3 separate regions of the Zea mays genome follow, and all the other regions are linked to region 3. A link is a contact called in public Hi-C data. All regions are on one chromosome and are shown on one strand. The core of a region is the stretch at or near the end of the contact, and the rest is flanking DNA. Distances in the headings are between cores, read along the strand shown. Region 1 holds the start of LOC100286288 (transcriptional regulatory protein algP). Region 2 holds the start of LOC100191277 (clathrin assembly protein). Region 3 holds the start of LOC100281301.

The links. A called contact is a pair of places that touch in the nucleus more often than the background predicts.
Region 1: a contact with region 3 is called in a Hi-C map of bundle sheath, with 2.4 times the contacts expected there. The contact joins the promoter of LOC100286288 here to the promoter of LOC100281301 in region 3. A contact is called at or near these places in 2 of 25 Hi-C or Micro-C datasets (bundle sheath and tassel).
Region 2: a Hi-C map of ear shows a contact between it and region 3, with 2.0 times the contacts expected there. The contact joins the promoter of LOC100191277 here to the promoter of LOC100281301 in region 3. A contact is called at or near these places in 2 of 25 Hi-C or Micro-C datasets (bundle sheath and ear).

Annotation. Positions count from the first base shown.
Region 1 is chr7:134,336,778-134,339,672 of Zm-B73-REFERENCE-NAM-5.0, forward strand. LOC100286288 (transcriptional regulatory protein algP) reads right to left here and starts at 1,314. Exons shown (of 1, transcript NM_001367231.1): 1 at 534-1,314. The coding sequence starts at 1,211. The coding sequence ends at 795.
Region 2 is chr7:134,019,817-134,022,516 of Zm-B73-REFERENCE-NAM-5.0, forward strand. LOC100191277 (clathrin assembly protein) reads right to left here and starts at 1,383. Exons shown (of 1, transcript NM_001136711.1): 1 at 85-1,383. The coding sequence starts at 1,309. The coding sequence ends at 284.
Region 3 is chr7:134,192,864-134,195,602 of Zm-B73-REFERENCE-NAM-5.0, forward strand. It overlaps LOC100281301, which reads right to left and starts at 1,253. Exons shown (of 1, transcript NM_001367960.1): 1 at 1-1,253. The coding sequence starts at 1,072.

The DNA.
Region 1 (2,895 bases), core at 64-2,563, 140 kb after region 3:
GGGGCCCGGACTGACAGGCACGTGCTCCCAGCCCCCACCGCCCACTGCGCCCTCGACACCTCGCCATCGGCATCAGCGGCCACCGTTCCCCGCACCCCGTGGCGATTGCTGCCAGCCTGCCACTGCCTGCAAACTCCCAGCTGGCCTCCGTCAAACGAGTCCTATACTATACTCTACCGCGCCGAAGAATATAGGGAGCGAGGGAGGGTGCGTATAATAATTGCCTCCAGACTCCAGATCCAGAGCACAGCTCTTGCGGCTGTGGCCCAGATCCACAACCTAGCTCGATCTACACGCACGCGCTCGTGAATCCTATGCATCGACACTGGATCGTGAGTGTCCTCATCCCAAGTGTGTGCTCCAAGCTCAAGATCGCACTACATCCGCAAGCTACACTAACAGTATTCAACACTAACCTGCTCAGGCTACTCTACTGTACGAGCACTCCTCAAGATCAGATCCGATCCGATCCAACAAACCAGCTAACAAAATAAAATGCAGCAGTAACCGCGGAAGATGAAGAAGACGCTGAAGGAAAATCAACAGGGTATTATACAGATGGAGGAACGGAAGCCACAACACCACCGGGCCCACCCAACCAGCCAGCCAGCCAAACCAATCTGTCCAAGCCACGATCCTACACTGTAGTAACACGAACAGATATGCCAGTCCTACTGAATCGAATGCCGAATGGAATATGGATGAAAGGGAAGAACAACAAAAAAAAAGGAATCAACGGCTCAGCACGGATAGCGATAAATTACAGCAGGGGACGGCGCAGATCTCCCGCTCTCTCAGTAGAAGGCGGCGGCGGCGGCGGCCACGGCTGCGGCGGCGGCGAACCACTTGGCGGAGGGGGAGGCGCCGGCGACGGCGGCGCTGGGGGCTGGGGGAGCCTCCGCGGAGGGCGTCGGAGCGGGGCCCTCCGTGGGCATCGGCGGGGAGCTCACGTCGGGAGTGGGAGCCTCGGCCGTGGGCGCCGGGGTGGGGGCCTCGGGCGCCGGGGCCGGGGCCTTGGGGGCGGGCGCGGGCGCCGGAGGAGGCATGGTCGGGGGCGGCACGGGCGGAGACACCGGCGCGGGGGTCGGCGGCGGCGTCGCCGGCGGGGGGGACGCCTTGGGAGCCGGCGTCGGGGTGGCGGTCGGGGCCTGCGCCGCCGCCGCGGCGAAGAGCATGGCCATGGCCACGGCTGCGAGCTGGAAGCGCGCCATTGGAGCAGAGAGAGAGAGAAGGCTGGCTTGAGCTTGTTGTGGGAGCGAGGGCCGAGGGGCGCTTCTGCTGCTGGGCTGGTGCGTGCGTGCGTACTGTGATGGTGCCGAGACAGTAGAGGCGTGGATCTTATAAAGGGGTACAAGACGAAGCGACGGTGCGTAATTACTAGTCCTACCAGGGGTTTGGTTGCTAGTTTAGTTTCCTTGAAGACCAGCCGTTGGATCGGTACGTGACGGCGATGCTAGTACATTCTGGCTAAAATCGTGTTGCGAGTATGGCTACATCTGTAACCGATTTGGCTACATCCGCATCTTTTTCGTTAAATGACAAATCGACGTGGTCGGGTTTTTCGGCAACGCGAACAGATTCCTCCTTTTGATACGCATACGCAATACGTACTACCTGCCCGTCCCAATTAACATTCGATTTAGCTCTTGTTTTTATATCTGTATTTGAATGAATGGTGATAAATCGATTAATTATTTAAAATAAATTTTAACTTAGGATAGATGTAATATTAAACTCTGCAACGGACCTATGAATCCGTGATAACTACTACTCACATATAGTGAATTTTCCCCAAATTTAGGCCTCGTCAAATAGAGTCCCATTTAGCGTTTTTTTTTCGTAATTCCTTTTCCAATTTCAGTGCGAGCTAATTGGAACTTCTCGATACAGTATTGCCAGCCATTGAGGATATGTCCCTATATATATTGTGTACAAATTATATTATAGTATTAATAAAAAAAATAAGGGAAATTTGGATCCATACCATTAAAAGATCACCACTTTAGATCCATACCATTACTATCTCACTTACATGTGGATCCACATGAGTCAATGACATGTGGGGTCCATGGTATAATATCTAAAGTTTGGATCTTTTAATGGTATAGATCCAATTGTTCCAAAAAAAATAAACATCTCTATCTCTCTGTCAAGTCTTTGTTACAGATTGAGTGGACATTTGGTGGCCACACGGTTCTTTACTGATATTTATGGCTACGAGAACGTGTTTTCTTGAGTATATAGCATAGCAGCTGGGGTGTTTTCGTGACTTGGTCCATAAGACAAATCCAGTGGTTTCCAGCCTAACCAGATCCTTTCCAAAGCTAAAGCTACGTACAATCCTACCTGCAGAATAGTCAACTCGATCGGACGTGAGGTAACTCTAGTGACTTGTCGCCTAACCAAACCCTTCCAAAAACCCCGAGTCTGGAGTTTCACTGCTTGGTGCCGCGTTCATGGAACGGCCGATCATGCAGTCCACGGCGGTTCCGGTGGCCGTCGTGGGCATCAGACTGGGCTGGGCTGTGCCCAGGTTGGAAGATTCCGGCCAGCAGTGGCTGGCGACACCGACGTACCAACCAGCAAGGCCCCACGCCCCCTCCCCTCCCGAGCGCGCGCGGACGGCGTCGGGTTCGCAACGTGACGGCCACAACAAACTCACTTGAGGAAGGACAGGTAGCCGGTAGCCCGTGTCCTCCGTCCCCATTGTTAGGATGAAGTGCGCGTCGTACAGCCTACAGTTTGCGGGCGATGATGAGAGGGCAGGACAATCACGAACCAAAAAAAAAAGATCTTTGGGAACAGCGACGTGTCGGCTTGCGCTGTGCCAACTGGTATTGCAGTAAGGATGTTTTTTTCTTTGAAGTGCATTTTTATCGTTAGTTGGTACATAGG
Region 2 (2,700 bases), core at 133-2,632, 170 kb before region 3:
CTCTTGCAGAGCTTTCACCTTCACAAATCACAAGTGAGCGGCAAGCAGCCCACAAATATTTTTTTTTTGATCGAGCAGACATCTCGTAGCAAGCGCTTCCATTCACGTTCTCGCCCAATATTTACACCATGGCCATTTGTATCAAACACAACAACAAGCACTACAACAAAAAATTTACAACAAAAAAATCTCGACTGCAAATCTGCAATTACAAGAATTTGAAACGTGTTGAGTGAACCATGAGAAGAACTAAAAAAAAGAAGTGCACACTGTACACGTTGTCCTACCGTCTACGCGGCGCAGAAACTGTGCCAGCCCACCTTGTGGACCCGAACCGGACGGCGCCGCCGTCGCCAGCAGCGGCGCGGATCGGCAGGATGGTGCGCGCGGACGCGCTGCCCGCGGCGTCCCTCCGCACCAGGCGCCGTTCCTCCACCGTCCTCCGCAGCACCACATCCTCGGCGCGCTCGCGGAGGCCCCGAGCCGCGCGCGCGACGCCCTCGTCCAGCCCCGCCCACTTGCAATCCGACGCGGTGCCGTCCTCCACCCGCCGCAGCACGCACACCAGCTCCACGGCGTCGGCCAGGGAGAGCGTGTCGAGGCGCTCCCCCATCTCCTGGACCCGCGCGACGATGCTCCGCTCCGCCGCGACGCGGTCCTCGTCGGCGAGGCGGACGGCCTCCCAGATGAGCGCGTTGGGCTGTGGGCCCGAGGGCGGGGGCGGCGGGGCCTGGCGGACGGCGTCCGCGACGGACACGAAGGCGGCGAGCTCGGCGACCAGGTGCGGGTTGGGGAGCGCGGTGAGGTACTCGGCGTCGGCGTCGGCGGAGGCGGAGGCGTCCGGGAGCAGGAGGAGGAGCTCCAGGAGCCGCGCGGAGAACCGGACCCACGACGCGGCGGCGAAGGAGGACCGGCCGAGCGGGAACGACGACAGCGCGAGCGGGTTGCGCCCGGAGGCCGGGTGCCGGGCGAGCGCGGCGAGGAGCTGGTCGCGGAGGATGAACGCGCCCCGCGCCAGGAGGACCCTGAGCGCCACGAGGCACTTGAGAGCCACGGCGGCGTCGCCCTGCCCCGAAGCCGCGGCGCGCAGGCGGTCCACGAGCGCCGCGGCGAGCGACGCGGCGGAGAGGCGCGAGCCCCGCCCGAAGGCCAGGAGCGCGTCCATGTGCTGCGCGGACGGCGGCGCCGTGCTAGGGTGGTGAGCCGTCGCGCGCCACACCGAGTGGTGCGCGTCGGCCGCGGAGCCCGGGGATGCGGGGCCTGGGGAGAGGAAGGTGGATGCCAGCCGCCGGAGCTTGAGGCCACCCATGGCGGTCGGACGCTGATCGAGGAGACGGGGAGGGCGTCAACTGCCACTGCCAATGCCAAGAGGTTGGGAATTTGAAGGCAGCTTGCCTGGCTTCCTTTCTCGTGCCCAGCAGGCAGCAACTGACTTGAGGAATGATCTCGTTCCTCGGATTGGTTTGACGGGATCAACTTGGTTCTTCAGATCGTACTACTAGTAGAAAAGATCTGGGGTTTAGCGCATGGTTCGAAGAAACGTCAACCTGTCCTCGTCCACCGCTTGCTAGCGAAGATTGCTTGTCGTTGAGTAGCAAGGTCAACAGGAGAAACGTTGCTGCTTTCCTGGATACTGATGCATTCATACCCAACATCGACTACTCACTCAAGAAAGTCAATTATTTTGGGTTGTGTATCAGGGGATGGGCCGAGCTTGTGAAAAATGTGAAGCCCAATTCAAACAGGGGCTTGAAAAGCAAGCTGACTTCACAGCCTTGAAAACCAAGATATTCATTCATGCTGATTTGATAGAACAAACTAGAAAAAATACATTTGTAAAATATCCGAGATCTTCCTGCACTACATAGAGAGGTAGGAAGCTCTGATCAAGGATTTAAATACTAGTAGCCAGTGCTTCTTAAAAGCTAAAAGCTAAGCCAAAGGTCTAATTTCAGCCAGCAATTTTGTAAAGCCGTCTTTCTTCGCAGTGAAAAATTAAAAAGCATATATGAAGCTATTTTTTGCGGTTTTTGAGTGGAAAAACTTTATAAATATTACTCGTCTGTCACTAATAAATGAAAAATAGCGCTTCTTTTTTTTCTTCTATCACCCCAACTGATAGCGGCGACGTCTGCTCGTCCGTAACTCCCACAACTACAGCCAATTCCACCAAATGACTTTTATCTTCTTTTTTTCAACTTGTAGTCCACAACATATTTTTTTTCATAGCTTACGGTCCACATCAACTTCTTTTTATAGCCACAACCCAATCAAATAGACACTAAACAAGCTTGTTAGGGACTCTAAATCACTGAGTATACAACATAGATCTCACTCAAGCATAGATCCTCATCTTTGTGAGTGGGACTGGAGTGAGATATTTGTGATTTCAACTCTATAGTAAGTCTATCTCTTGAGCACTTGTGTTGCTCACCGATGGTTTGGTTTTCATTTTATTACTCTTGGGTTTCTAGAACCCTAGTTGGTTAGGTGTTGTTTAGTGACACCATAGACATGTGTTTGTGAGGGGAACAAGAAAGTTTGTAATACCCATATTGTTCTAGTGGAAATCTTGGATTTATCTTTATGATCGCTTGCAAAAAAGAGGAATTGGAAGACAATGTAATTACCTTTGTGGTCACCTCAACACCGGGGACATAGACATAACTTAATGGTGTGGCTGAACCTGTGTGCTTGTGA
Region 3 (2,739 bases), core at 3-2,502:
CAGCACCACTGGAGCGGCCATTCCGTGAGAAGAAAAACCCCTGCCCACTGCTTGACATGGACCTGCCAATCTTGAACCGGCCTGACTGACAAGAGGTCGAAGAAGTGCCTGCTGCCTCCTTCTCCTTGACCCTGAAGACCTTCATCTCTCGAGCATTTGGCAACTTGCAATTATACTGCATGACATCATCCTGAGCTTCAGGAACAGCTACGAGAAACAATGGAGAATCCATGGATGCCGAGCGCCTAATAGGCTTGGGAGTGGCCCTTCCATTCTCCTCCGCTGTTGCCGTTGTGCCGTCACTTTGAGTGGATGACGAGTCCTCGTAGTCCTCTGAGCCCTCAGTCTCCGATTCAGATTGAGACAACGACATTTCCTCGTGAGCATGGTGTTCTCCCGATGGGTCACCACCTGCCTCAGCCTCCGCGGCACCGACGGGGAGATCGGAGGGAATGACGACGACGGGGGAACGGCAGATTGGGCAGTTGACGTGGGCGCGGAGCCAGGTGTCGATACAGGGCGCATGGAACGGGTGCGCGCAGCGCGGGAGCAGGCGCACCAGCTCCCCATCGCTGAACTCGCCGAGGCACACCGCGCAGTCCCCGCCCCGGCCCACCCCGCGGCGGTACTCCACTGCGGCTATGGACGCAATGGTGGCCTCGTCGAGCCCCACTGTCCGGATGTACCACACGTGGTGCACCACCCCTCCACCGCCTCCGCCCTCCTCCTCGTCGCCGAACCCTCCGTCGTCGGCACCCTCAGCGGCGGCCGCGGCGAGGCGCCGGCGGCGTCGCAGGATGAGGCGGCGGCGGCGGTAGAGGAGGAGCGTGGAGAGCGCGAGCGAGAGGAAGAGGAAGGCGGAGAGCAGGGAGATGATGAGGAGGAGGCGGACGGGCGCGTGGCGGTCGGCGACCGGCGCGCGCGGGATCACCGGGATAGGGGGCGGCGGGGGCAGGGCGTACTCGGAGCAGGCCTTGCCGCCGCCGGGGCAGAGGGGGAGGCACTCGAGCGGTGCTTCCGTGCAGTTGAGGGTGACTGACGTCGCCGCCGCGTGCGGGTGCACCGTGTACATAGCTACCTTGGCTGGGGCAGCGACAGCGGCGGCGGCGGAGTCGGCTCGGCGGCGCGCATCGGAGAGGGGGCCGCGTGCGCGCGGCGTGGGCGGTGGTGGTGGGCTGCTCTGGTTGGGAGGGGATACGTGGATTGGATTGGTCGCTGTTGGGTTTGGTAAAAGGTTTGGCCAGCTTCAGTAGTATGTAGCAGCAACTTGGGTGGACCGGTGGAGCCTGCCAACTTGGGGTGGAGGCGTGGAGCTGGAGCGCATGGACTGCCGGCGGCGACTGCTGGGTGCGAGCGCCCAACACCTACGACTTTGCAAACACTCTCTCTGACACTGTGGGCTATAATTCCAGCTACTATTCTGAGCCCACCAGTCGGCGTGTTTCGTGATAGCGCTCCGCGTGCGCTGAGCAGCTAGCCTGTATGGGTTACAAAGTCAAATGCTAGTTGGGCTCGGATTAGCCTCCACTGATGATAGTAGTACTCGCTGTATACGAGTGGTAATTGGCTATAGATTTTATACTTTATTTTTTTTAAGAATTTAATTAGATTAAAATCAGGCTCTATTTCTATTTAATTTTAAATTTTAATTATTTAATGGTTCCAACTTATTGTGAGAAAATATTTAGATCATGATCCATTATCACTCCGAGTTGACCGTAATGACATGTCTGCGTCAACCAAAGCCGTTAATTCTATTGCAGACTGAGATGTAATATGTGAGACAATATGTATAGAGAGTCATGTAAAGACAGACTCTTTGTGAAAATCTTGTCTCTTATGTTTTTTAACAAACCTCCTAGAGACACCTTAAGAGATTATATATTAAATTGGGTTGTACATATCATGAGAGCTAAAGAGACTCATTAATGGCTTCGCTGACCCCTCGAGAGGCAGTGATTAACTAGGCCTCGTTCATTTGCTCTGAAACGATTGTTTGGAAACATTCCGACTAGAATGGTGGACTTATGGCTTGTTTGAAAGGGCTTCACTTTAAAAAAAAATCAACTTCGGTTGTTTAGCTTCGCCATAAAACAGCTTCAATAAATTGTCGACATGGGTTAGAGGACTATTTGGCTTGCACATGGACTTCAGCTATTGTAATACAATTAATTCGTGTGAGTTTCCTTCATTATCCTTCTAATAAGTGGGCTCCGGCGATCATCTTCTTCGCAGGCGCCTTTTGGATCAAGCCGCCCCTAAGGTGCCTCCACCAACAGACTGTAAGTGGTCCGCTACGGTATATATAGCGTTTTCTACCGTCCGGTAGCCCTCCAGCAACAACCGCTAACAGGTCCTGTAAAATAGAGTATGCCTCTAGCAACCGCCAAATCTGAAGCATACGCTATCCACATCAAACTGGCCTCTCGCGCTCGCAGTCTGGCTTCTCGTGCTCGCTCTCGTTCAGACGTTGTTTTCTCTAAATATCTGCAAGTTTGTTTTTGTCGTGAAAATAGCATAGAAAAAAGAATAATATATTTAAAAGCTAGTTCTACAACTTCAGATCGTCTTTAAGAACTTAAATTTAACTAATATGTCTTAGATATTTTTTTGCATACTATTTATTCGTTCGCAAATATGTATTATTGAATATAGTAACAATGGATAAATGAAGTAGTTTAAGTAACCCTCTAGATATAGAAACGACTTTGAGTGGTAATTAATATTTACTATTTGAAA